Regions from separate parts of the Rattus norvegicus genome. Here region 1 is linked to region 2. Evidence: chromatin contacts called from public Hi-C data. All regions are on one chromosome and are shown on one strand. Each heading gives the region's core, a stretch centred on a gene start, on an enhancer-like site or on the middle of the called end of the contact. The rest is flanking DNA. Distances are from core to core; before and after follow the strand shown.

The links. A called contact is a pair of places that touch in the nucleus more often than the background predicts.
Region 1: a contact with region 2 is called in a Hi-C map of the Rat2 cell line, with 1.7 times the contacts expected there. The contact joins the enhancer-like site here to the promoter of Frk in region 2. A contact is called at or near these places in 2 of 12 Hi-C or Micro-C datasets (the Rat2 cell line and mammary epithelial cells).

The regions. Positions count from the first base shown.
Region 1 is chr20:39,868,338-39,874,495 of GRCr8, reverse strand. The region is part of intron 2 of Frk (fyn-related Src family tyrosine kinase); the gene reads right to left. Among named protein-coding and RNA genes, the nearest start is that of Frk, 51 kb to the right of the region's middle. Within about 2 kb of position 3,130, at least 8 of the 93 cell types and tissues checked have an H3K27ac peak or open chromatin away from gene starts, as enhancers often do.
Region 2 is chr20:39,815,942-39,822,352 of GRCr8, reverse strand. Frk (fyn-related Src family tyrosine kinase) reads right to left here and starts at 1,912. Exons shown (of 8, transcript NM_024368.2): 1 at 1,128-1,912. The coding sequence starts at 1,474.

The sequences.
Region 1 (6,158 bases), core at 1,881-4,380, 51 kb before region 2:
AAAAAGAAAAGAAAAAGAAAATTCAAGTCAGAGATTTATTGCTTTAAGTGAGGCCATGTAAAGCGAAAATGGCAAGATTGATTATTGATTATTAATATCATTTCTTTGTTCTCTTTCCTCTGTCAAAACATTCCTATATACTCCTCTTTGCTCACTTTCAAGTTAATGACCTCTTTTTTCATTAATAGTTGTAATATACATATACACATATTTCTTTGTGAAAGTTTGAGGCTTTGTGATCTTCCCCCATTCATCTTGATAATATATATTGTTCAGCTTCATATTTAGAAAGTCACGATGGTGAGGCTTTATGGGCGTAGCTTCTGCTATTACTAGGAGACACAATGTCACATCAAACTCCCTGACCCTCTGGCTCTTACAATCTTTCTACCCCCTCTTTTCAAACGTTCCTGTGCCTTGAACACTGGAATTGTTTTGTGGGTGCCTCTATTGGGACTGGGCTACACAACTGTGCATTTTGATTAATTGTGGTTTTTCTGTAATGGTCTCCATCTATTGCAAAGGCAAGTCTCCTTAATGAAGGGTAAGGACTACTACACTTATCCCTGAACACAAAAACAAATATGTAGAGTATAGTTTGGGACTATCAGGTTTGGTATTCTCAGATAATTTTAATAAGATTTGGATTTGTCTATCCAGTACAGAGCAAATTACTATACAGTAATTTAAATATACATAAATGCTAATCTGTGGTTAATATAAGAGTGTTGGCTAATCATGTTTTAGAACATTAGTTGGAAAATTGTGTAAGTAGCCAGAATCTCAGGCAACTGTAAGTAAAATTATCTGAAATTCGGCAGGAACAACATAGACACCAGTTTCTCATTCTCTCTCCATTGGATGAGTGGGCAGTTCTCACATGGGTATATGCAGCAGAGCATAAGCACCCAGGCTCTAATCACACTCCTTAAATGCCTAGCAACCCTTGCTTTGCTAGGTGGGTGGGTCTTCTACTTCACTAGCTTGATCGCTAACAATAGGAGGAGCTGGTGGCAGGGTATATAGGATCAAAACACATTACATGAAAGTCTTAAACTAATGAAAAATTTACAAAGAAACAATTCAGTTCTTCGCAACAGATATGACCTGAAGGTTTGCTTGTTCTAAAACAAAAATTCATACATTGAGGCTGCAAGTACCTAAAGGATGGATTATAAACGAAGCCTTTGGGAATAAGTACAGGGACTCAAGAGTGTGCAGTCCCAAAGAAGAACCCAGCACCTTCTCTCTGACAGATGAGATGGTCATCTGTACACTAGGAAAAGACCCCTTCCTTTACACTAAATATCCCCAGCACCATAGATCAGATCTCCTAACCACAAGAATACTGAGAAATAAATGTTTTGTGCTTTTAAACTTCAAACCAACCAACTGTGATGGTGTGATGGTTTGTATGTCCTTGGCTTAGGGAGTGGCACTATTAGGTGAGGCCTTGATAGAGTGGGTGTGTCACCGTGCATGTGGGCTTAAGACCCTCACCCTAGCTGCCTGGAAGTCAGCTAGTGTAAAACTGCTGTTCTAATTGGTTCTTCTCCTGAAGCTCAGCTTCACAGACCAGTGGGTACTACACTATTATCACCTATCTGGCTTCAACTGGAGCAACGTTTGCTGGGATAAAAGCTGCCATTCCCTTCAGATATAGGAAGTAAGGAAATGACATATAGACAATTCCAGGCTCATGAAGTTGCTGCCACATAGCAAGTAGCAGTAGCTGCCTTTGCAATACAAAATCTTTCCTCTCCAAGGCAAGGGCACATACAGAGCACAGGTCAAAGAATCCTTCCACTATCCTCCTGACCAGCCTCCATCTCCAGCCACTCACATATCAACATTCTAGCCATTACATATCTATATTACATCTACATTCTTATAAAAAGGGGAAATGTTGAAATCTATCTAATATAGTGATTCTAACAAATCACTATGAGTGCCCATTGTTTTCAGGGCTGTTAAGAGCCTATCACTCTTCATGTGTTCCTGAAGTGATGGACAGAATGTAAGGAAAGACTGCCTTCAGAAACAGTTAGCTTCTCTCAACCTATGAAGGCATTGTGACACAAAATGGACTAAAAGATCACTTTAATTTGGCAGAACTAAAAGTTCGTTATATCATGAATTACAAAGACATCAAATTCACTGACCTCCATATGACATCAATTTCTCTTTAACTGACATTGATTCTTGTAGAGTTCCTTCCATTCAGAGAACAACAATGTGGCTTACTTCATGGGCTTTCTTTCAAGTAGCTCAAATTGATAACATAGAGAATATTTTAAATAAATATGACAGAGGAGTCAAAACCAAAAGACCTTATGGCTTCAACAGAGAAGAAGAAAAGGGGAAAAGAAAAAGTCCTGTAAAGAATACTGTGGCATCTAAAAACATTAGCCATGAGTTTCAGTAAGAGCTTCCTCCAACAGTCAGCACCCCTGGGAAGAGAAAGGTCTTCTGTCTGTGTATCTGCATATATGTGCACAAGCACCAATCCAAGGACTGCATAATAAAATGTTAATTTAACTTTATAGAGTATTTAAAACATTTGAAACACAACTTCTTAGTAGCAACATTAAGAAAAGGCAGTATGTACCATAACTCATGGAAAAGTCACTCGCTATTACAGTCAATGATATTTGCAATTAAGTTGAACACAACTAAATTATGACTTTAATTAAAAGGCGTTTTCTAAGATGGCACCAACATGTTTAAAATTTAATACATTCTATATGAGATAGTGGAGTTATTAACAGACAATTTTCTTTCTGCCGCGTGTGCACTTTTTATAAAGCAAACATCTTTAACCAATATCAAACGTTCCCCGAATCCATACAAGTTTCATTACATAATAAATTCAAGGAGCAACTTTTTTCCGCACGTTTAATACTGGCTCATGCTCTAGATATACAATTGTATTTACTTTCATGGTTCATAGTAACAGAATTAATGACAAACTCTAATGGCCACGAGGTCCACATTAATTTTCAATGAAGAATGGATAACTCAAAGGACTGCTAAGGAAACACAGAGCCTTTTGCCACAGGGCAAGAGTGAGATCTGAATGACTTAGCATCTCTGGAAAGTTTGAGAGTAACAGTGGTGGCTGAGCATGGTGTGTGACTCAGGTCTGAGTCAGGACTCTGGACTTGGTATGTGAGGCAGGAGTCACACTAAAGTGTGACATCTTCTACTTTGTTTCCTCTACCACAGCCAGATTACTTGGGGAAAAAATGCTAACCTGTTAGGGTATGAAACAGTGTTTCTAAAATAATATAAAACGTTGAAGACAAGAGGATTAACTCTGTTATTGCAAGACCAGGCTTACTGGTTTAAGGAGGTGTCAGTGACCTTGATTCTCTTTGTTCCTAAGGACTACAGCATACAGAACAGAGGACTTGAGTGTCTAGCATTTTTGCAAACTCGTAGGAAAACATGGAAGACAGAAATGCATTAAACGGAAGGAACAGGAAAGTTTCTTCTACCCAAGGACTTTGCAGTCCTCTGGGGAAAGTGCTTATACATAGTGAAAGAACTGCTCAAAAATAATAAAGCTTTGTGTGTGTAAATTCACCATGTAGGATGCACTCAAGGTCAATGAGAAGGATACACACTAAGTCAGTGTATACACACAAGGTCAATGTGAAGGATACACACAAGGTTAACGTGAACCATATACCCAAGGTCAACATGAAGAATATACATCCTTCCTAAGGGAACTTGTGTTCTCCTCATTCTCTTTAAGTCATCCTTAAAATTAATTCATGAGGCATTTGTAAATATAGACTATAGTAGAATTCTATAACATCACTCAGATAAATCCTTTATTATAGTTAGTATTCAGGTAGTAACATCATACCATTCTGGTCACTTCCACATGAGGACATTATTCTTGATGAATATATGTGAAGTGATACTCTTCTCACAAAGGGAGTTTTGCCGTTTATGTGATAGTTCTAACAATGGTAATCAAATATTTTAAAGGATAAAACTCTTTGGTTCTAAAAATTATGCATGTGTGTGTGTATTAAAAAGAGCTGAGTCCCTAGAGAAGTACATCCTATACTCTCACAAAAATGAATCATAACAACCATAAATAACTATTATGGAACTCTTAAATAATCTATGGAATCTATATGATCAGTAAACCAACCCTTTATCATAGAAAGTGTATTGCTCACAATTGATTTAAAAAAAAAATCTGAACCACTTCTGGTTTTGAGAACGTAAGTATTCTTTGCTCAGTTAAAATGACATAGCTTTTTAAAGAAACAAATCAGAGAGAGAGAGAGAGAGAGAGAGAGAGAGAGAGAGAGAGAGAGAGAGAGAATGTGAGCTAGAGGGATAGCTCAATGGTTAAGAGCACTGGAGACTCTTCCTGAAGACCCAAAGTCAGTTCTCAACACACAGAAGAAAACTCTTCAGCTGTTTGTAACTCCAATGCCCTCTTCTAACCCTCTTGGGCATCGGCACACAATTAGTGCACAAACATACATTCAGGAAAAAATACCACTGTACATGAAATAAATTATAAATAAAAAAAATTTGAAAAGAGATAATGGCTACTACCAAGGCTTCCCTAAATTTTTCCTATGACCTTGAACATCTCTTCCTTTTGTTCTACACTTTCTCCCTACAAATAAGCCTTCCTGAAACAGAAGCCTGGTTATTACGGCTTGGCAACCCAGCACTTTGCTGCTTACAGCCCTTTCACAACAAATTACTTAGAAACTTGGGGCCCACACCTGCCTTAAGCTGCACACACATCCCTCTTCAAAGAAACCACTCACTCTAATCTACAGCTGCCTGTAACCTGTAGTACCTCTCCTTTCATCACAGTTCTGCAGCATATCTGAATGTGTTTGACGTGTATGCACACTAAGGCAAGCGGGGTCTTCTAAGGAAACTTTGAGGGAAAAATATCCCTGACTTGCCATGTTAACCCCATGCAGGCCTTGGCATACATGAGCACGCCTATTCTAAAGTCAGATATTTTGTAGGAAAACATAAGTTGATGAACAACAGCTTACATAACCCAAGCCTGCCAATCACAATACAGACTACCAACACTGTGCCCCTAGAAACCAATTCCTCTTTCCAGACATACAACAGGCAGGGTTTTGGGGGGAGGAGAGTGACCAAACTCTTTTGAACTGCATGCTTGCTCAGGACCTACAGCTCCTTCTAGAAACATCTATTTTGTACTCTCTCTTCTTTTCTGGATAGATCCTTTGCTAGTCTGCATTTTGTGCATTTTTACTCAATTCTCTGAAGAAAACACTAAGGATCTACAAACACTCCACGCAGAGAGAGAAGACAAGTAATAATCCTACAGAATTTTCTTGGCTCGCCAGAGAGATCTGACATTTGCCATCTTAACTCTTTTTAATTCATATCTGATCAACTACAAATTCCTGTCAGTTCATCTTCAGGCAGACCTGTTTCCTTCTCTCTAGTTTTCTCAGTTATCATGATTCATTTTACTATTTGTGGAGACAAAGTGGGACTGCTTAAGAGTTCTTTCTAGATTACATCATAAAGAGCCCTCTGGGAGAAACCCAGCATCAACACGGAATCCCCTCAGCTTCCTATGGAATTCCCCATTGTTGCTGCTTGTTAGAAAAAAAAAGAATTGATGTTTAATAGTAATGGAAGGGGCTGGAACTTAAACAATCCTAGAAATAGTTGACAGTAAGTCAGAATGCTTGACACTGAAGTATATTTTAATTCCTAGTTTTAGGTCCTCTCCTACACTCCCTCTACCAAAAAGAAAGGGTGTACAAACATGGGAAGTTTGTTTTTAGGACACTACAGTTCACCAAATCTAGGGTACATCCAACACCTCTTTTCCCCAGTCCGCTATTGATACACATTTCACTCACACTTCTCATCAAATTACCTATGATGGTTAATTTTCATTGACAACTTGGGTGGATTCAGAATCCATCAAAAAGACACACTTCTAAGTATGTCTGTGGTATCTTTGCCATGGATATTTAACTACATATTAAAGACACACCCTGAAAATGGAGGCAGTACTGCCTCAAAGGCTGAGGTGCCAGACAAGATAGTAGATGAAAGGGGGGCACAGGAGAACGGGAGAACAGAGTGGCAGCAGTCATCTCTATCTGTTGCAGACACAATCA
Region 2 (6,411 bases), core at 663-3,162:
GTCTCTCTCTCTTTCTCTCTCCCCCTCTCTCTCTCAAATATTTATTTTGGCTTATAGTTACTGAAGGGTTTAATCTGTCATGGGACAGCAAGCACAGTGATTAAGTTCAGGGTGGAAAGAGCACGTGACAGACTGTTCATGTTATGGTGTAGCGGTAAACACAGGCACGAGATGGAATAAAGGCTGGGAACACTCTTCAGAGGCCTGTCTACCACCTAGGTGCAACTCCCTCGAGTTTCTATAGACTTCAAACGAAGCGCCACCAACTGGAGAAAAAGATTCAGAACCCGAGCTTGCAGGGCATGTTTCCAATTCAATTCATAACATGTATTCAACAACCGTTTGGAGTCCATTTCTAACAAGGTTAGATAATTGTTTAACCACCACAGTTGGAGACAGATAACTGGAAAAAAGCACTAATAATAAATGTGCTCATCATCGCCCACCCCCCCACCCCCGGCTATTCTAAAATCACTTTTTCAGAATGAAATCTAAATCTACTGTTGAAAGAAATATCCACCATTACTTTTCTTCTTAAAATTTGCTGTCTACACCTGGCCAGCTTTCAATCCTAAAATCCAAAACCTATCGTAGCTGGAATAGTACACCTCAGGATCGAGGAATCCTATGAAAGTTTTCTCTGTCATAGTTTCACCAGAAAGAAACCACCATTGTATAGTTGTTTCTATGTGAGTTAGCTCACTTGTGACCCTACCAGGATGGAAATGGTTGTCATTAGCTGCAGGATTTGTAGTATTAGTTTGGCATGCTTGGAAAGTTAACACTAACTAAACAAAAAGCCTCAGATTGTAGATTTGAAAGTAGGGTTAGGAGAGACCATAGTTACCCATAAATGAAAATGTCGTTCTAATGAAAGTGAGGCAGAGGGCCAGTATTAAATGGATTGTAAGTGTGCCCACTATAATCAAAGTCATTTTAGTAGTAGTCACCTGCATGTCCTCTCTCATTTTTCGGGAAAGACATGTTTCAATTAACGGCATCTGAAATGTGTTTCCATACACTGGACCTATCTGGAATGAGAGGCCGTGGATAGGAAGGAGGGAGAGTCGGACAGAGTTTTAAGTATCTAAACCCCAAGAGAATCAAGTATGGCCTGTGCTACTCACGGTTCTGCCTGGAGACTCCGGTCCTCTGCCACGTAATTGGAAGGAATGTAGCCCTGCAGCTGCTGACCTAAGCCGGGTCCCTTCTTTTCCAAATGTCTGGCCAACCACCAGCCCTCATGAGAAGTGTCCAAGACTTGGAGCTTGTCGCCGGCATGGAAGCTCAGGTCCTCTGCAGTACGAGCTTCGTAATCAAACAGAGCCACAAAATACTGACCTTGGCTTCGATTGGCCTCTGGAGGACAGTAGGCCCCTGGATTCTCAATCACCACTGATTTGTCTGCTTCTTGGGACCAGCAGGGGAGAAAAGGCTGAAGGTATGCCCAAAGCCTCATACAGACGCTGCCCATGGTGTTCCGGCTGGTGGTAGTAGCAGGGGAGATCCCCACAAACTGTACAGAGCCACTGTCCTCCTCCACCAGCTTCCAAATCAGCTACAACTCACCATACTGAGAAGAGCTATAAAGTCCTGCTTCGGATCTCTCCGCAGATCTGGGCTTGGCCAAGAAGACACTCACAGCTGGCTTTCTGTTTGTAGCTGCTGCCCTGGGGCAAAATCAAGAGGGGGACTGAGAAGGAGGTCCAGTGGGAAAGTGCTTCTTCCTGACTGCCTGGGCACCCAACAATAAATAAAATAAAAAAGGTTTTATTTAGAGGGACATCTGAGAACAAAGAACAGCCACCTCTCCCTCTGTCCCAGGAAAAAGTTACGGAGAGACTAACTCCAGGCGAAAGCTCCCAGCCTGGCCTGCTGCAGCTGCTCTCACCCAGCTTCAAACCTGCAGCTGAGCCAGTCCTGCTCTCCCCCGAGCTTTCCTTCTTGCTAATGAATAACCAGGCCGTGGAGGTTATCGCCTTTAACATCCTGAGCTGTACAGACTGTAATAATTCCTCCTAACTTCCTGGTTTCTTTTTGTCTGATCTAAAAGGAACTCCCAGGTCAGCTTTACCCCTCCCTCCTCCCACACCCAGGATAGACCAGCCCCCTTACCAAGAAGCCAGATTCTTAAAGCAGCCAAAACCCATACTCTAGAGAAACAGGCTAGCCCAGATGGCTATCTGTCTTGCTCTATTCCCTTCACAGAATGCAAGGCAGAGATTTATTTCCCCACAAATGTGAGCAGGATTGTTTTGATACTGGTAGAGAATTTTTTTTAAAAAGAGAAAACTGGGAGTTTAAGTATGTTCTGCCAGACATGGGGCAATTGGGAAAGAGCCATTGAGTCCCTACCATTTTTTTTTTATCACCAGGAATAGATTTTAATAGCCTCAGTAGTTTCTGAAAAAAAAAAAAAGTAGAAAAGCAGCTGGGTAAAATGCTGAGAACCTGAAGGGCTGTGTTTTCCCACAGAGACATCCCTTACATCGCTATTTCTGTAGCCCTTGCACCCAAGCACACGGAAGGAATCGGTAGCTGGCTGATTAGAGCATTTGTAGAAATGCTGTCTGATGAACTTGGACCTCGGGTCCATACTCATTTGGACTAGGTAGTGGTTGTGCTAGGACCTCAGAACAACCAAGGCTCAGGTTAAGATAGCTATTCCGAGGCCACCAGTAAGTAGGCTTTGCCCTGCTTCCCCTAGGCCACTGTCACCCTAGACCTCAGGAGCAACTGTGCAATCCTATCTGCACAGACTCTGTGCTGGTAGAGAACATCACAAAATTTCAGATGGCTGAAATTAAAGCGTCTGTTTTGTGTAAGGCATTTTGAGAATTTTTTTCTTGGGATTTAGGATGTGCTTGGAAATTAGCAGGCCTTGGCTTCAACCCACCCATATGCCCCAAAAATCTCTCTCTTGAACCATAGCCTTGAGCATGGCAAAGTCCTGTTCTTCACTTAGCTGCATTCAGGGAGCACCGGCAGGCAGGCATCCGTCAGTTCTTCAGGCCAGCCTGGTACACATAATGAGTTTTAAGACAGCCAGAACAATGTACAGAGAGATACCGTATAAATAAATAAATAAATAAATAAATAAATAAATAAATAAATAAATAAATAAATAAATAAATAAATAATAAAATAAATAAATAAAATATTCAACTCAGAGAGGAAAATGGGAGAAAAAAAAAAACCCAGAGAACCATTCCCTAGAATCATATACAGAATTTAGAAGTAACATTTTGCAGAAGCAGATAAAACACAGGTAGGCTTGCAAAAGTAACCAGATGGACAAAACACTAGCTTTGTGAGCATGAGGACCTGGATTTAGATTCTAGTGCCCAAGTGAAGAAAATCAGGCATGATTACAGCCCTGTCACCACAAGCACTTGGGAAACGGAGGCAGGAGGCATCTGCCATCCTGGAGAGACCATTTCTGAAGTGAATTAAGGTTGAAAATGACAAAGCAGGCCCCAATGTCCTCTGCCCTCCACATACATGTACTCCCATACATAGACACATAACCACCATACATGTCGTACACATACACACACACACACACACACACACACACACACACACAAGCCAAATTCTGAGACATATTTTGTTGTTTTATTTTACTAGCATGAGACACAAAACAGAATGCACATGTAATTCCATATTTTATACAGAAATAAAAATAATGATCATGATACCAATGATTCATAACAAATATTCTGTGCCAAACACTATGAACTATGAAGGTGTGGTATCTTCTTGATGCCTTTAAACACGGATGCAGATGCTGTGGTGTCTCCTGAGACATCTATATGATCTAGAAACAGAAAAAGAGTTGGAAGGTCCGTTAGGCAGAGGTGGACCCAAACTCAACTGTGAGTGGAGTTAAGACTCCAAACACTTTGCTACTCTAAATTTAAAATATGCCTTCACTGTGACTAGGTCAAAACATTGTGAGATGAGACAGTGACAAACGCACAGCCCAGCCCAGCACAGCCCAGCACAGCCCAGCACATCAGGTGAAGAAACTGAAATAGTATCATCCACCCAAGGATGTCAGGAGAACAGTGGACTGGGAACCTGAGCCCAACACGAAAGAATTTTCTCATGTCAGTGACACCAAAGCTCTCCTGTGCACCCAAGCTTGTAGCCTGACTTTGACACATTCTCTGGATGCTTTAAGCTAGTCAGTCACTTAGGACTGCTCAGCCTTCCTTTTGATTTATTATACACACACACACACACACACACACACACACACACACACACACACACAAACCAAAAAAAAAAAAAAAAAAAAAAACTCCATCTGAATGACAGCTGGTCACTGAACAGAAAATAGAAAGTTCCACAGTCTTCACTGGCCTCCCCTCTCTTCTTCCCACTCATTCTTATCTCCAGCTTGCTTGAACCCTGAAGTGAATGGCCAGTGACTGTGGCAAAAGCACAAGCAGCAGCTGTGTATGTATCAGCACTGATTTTCTGTGTTCTGAGAACCATACTAGGAACGTTGTAAGTGATTCAGTATTTAGAGAACAAGGTCTAGGAGGGAACTAACTGGTTCTCTGTTGTTTTGAGAAGAAACTGAGACTTAGAGAGGTTAGGTGGCTTGCCCAAAGGGCCAAAGTCATCAAGTGGTTGGATCGTGAGGAGCAAGCACCCTGCAGATCCTAAAAATATAAATCCTTGGCTTTGCCAACTCCATAAACAAGCAAACAAACAAATCCGATGCCTCGTTTCAAGTCTAAATTCTCCGGCACCCTCCAGCATGTTTAGAACAAAACTAAACTCAAAACACACAAAGACCCATGAACTCCCCCAACATCATAGTCTCTCATTCCTGTGTGTAAAACCTGTTACTCAGTTCCCAAAACTACCTGCTACCAAGAGCTCCTGACAAGAGAGTCCGCATTCTCTACTATGCTGCAGCCTCCCTCCTCTCACTCCGCTGATGACCTCCTTGTCTTTTTTCCACATTGGCTTCAGTGCCATTTTCCCTGACATAATAGGTTAGTACTCTGTTCCCCCCTGAAGTGTGACACCAACTTTTTACTTGGCTGCCCACTGAGTCCCTCTTGGTTCCCTTATCATTTGCTTTTCTCAGACTAGAACCCTGTTCTCCAAACCTTTGATGCCTCCAGTACCGTCTACAATGTAAGTAGTAGAATATTTGTGAATGACTTAGTTCACAGGAATGAAAAGTGAGAGATGCATACAGAGATGGGGGGAAGGGCAGAGATGGCAGGACAGAAGGGAAAGGAAGAGGAAGTGAGGGAGGTGGGAAATGGGTTTAAGGCGTTAGAGGTGAAGCAACACTTTTTATATAACCATGCAAAGTGAGAGAGTCTGGGGGGTGAAAATGGCCTCAAGCACAGTGCAGAGGCTTTTGGAAGGCCCCGCTCTTATTTTAGACCCTTACTTCAGGCTTTACTGAACCAGCTACCCAGGCTAGCTTCCCTTCCTCTGGCAACTGTCCTCTATATTCCCTACACCAATGTAATCCAGAATACATTAATAAAGTCCCCCTCTTGCACAATAACCTTCAGCAGATCCTCATTGCCTGAAGAAAAGAAAAAATATGGCTTGGAATCAAAGCTGAGGAATGCATGCTTTATCCGGACTCTATCAGACAGGGCCTTTCGACATCCTGCTCCATTACAGTCCTGCATTAGTCCTCCAGTTCAACCAAATTAGTTTATTGAGGCTCCTAGAAAGCCTTATCTGTTCTCACATCTGGTTCTGTCTCCTCTGGCATTCTTTTGCTCAGCATTCCTTCCCAGAAGATTTTGGCCTGCATTTCAAAGTCTGAATAAAATTCCTATTGCTTCCTCAAGGCCTTCCTCTGGGCATCCCAGCCAAAACCAATTTCCCTTCTGAGACTTTTATGGCTCTGTATTCCCTGCTCCCAGTAGCCACTGCCTTAACCCTCCTCCTGCCTCTGGTTTTCAGAGTGCTGTGACATCAACTTCCACTGCTGTTTGGTATGATGTTAGGCCTCAATTCTCCACAACCATTTCTGGGCCAGTTCATAGTTTGTCTTGTTTTTCAATCTCCACACTACTGTTAAGTCACTCACCAGCCTGCCGGACGCAGTGGGCTCCACCTGTTAGCATTTTGTCTAAGCTCTGCTCCACAGTTGCCTGGCAATAGCCAGGCATGCCTGACTCACTACAAAAGGGGCTGATGGCCCCTCTCCTCTCTCTCTCTTGCCTTCTTGCTCCCCACTTTGTCCTCTTGCCCCTTCCCCATCTCTCCCTATTCCCCTCCCACCTCTCTCTACAGGTGCTCATGGCCAGCCTCAACTCCTCTATTCTGTCTCTGTCTCTGTCTCTGTCTCTCCCTTTCTCTGTCTCTACTACCCTCTCAACTCCCCTCCCCATGACTGAATAAACTGTATTCTATACTGTATGT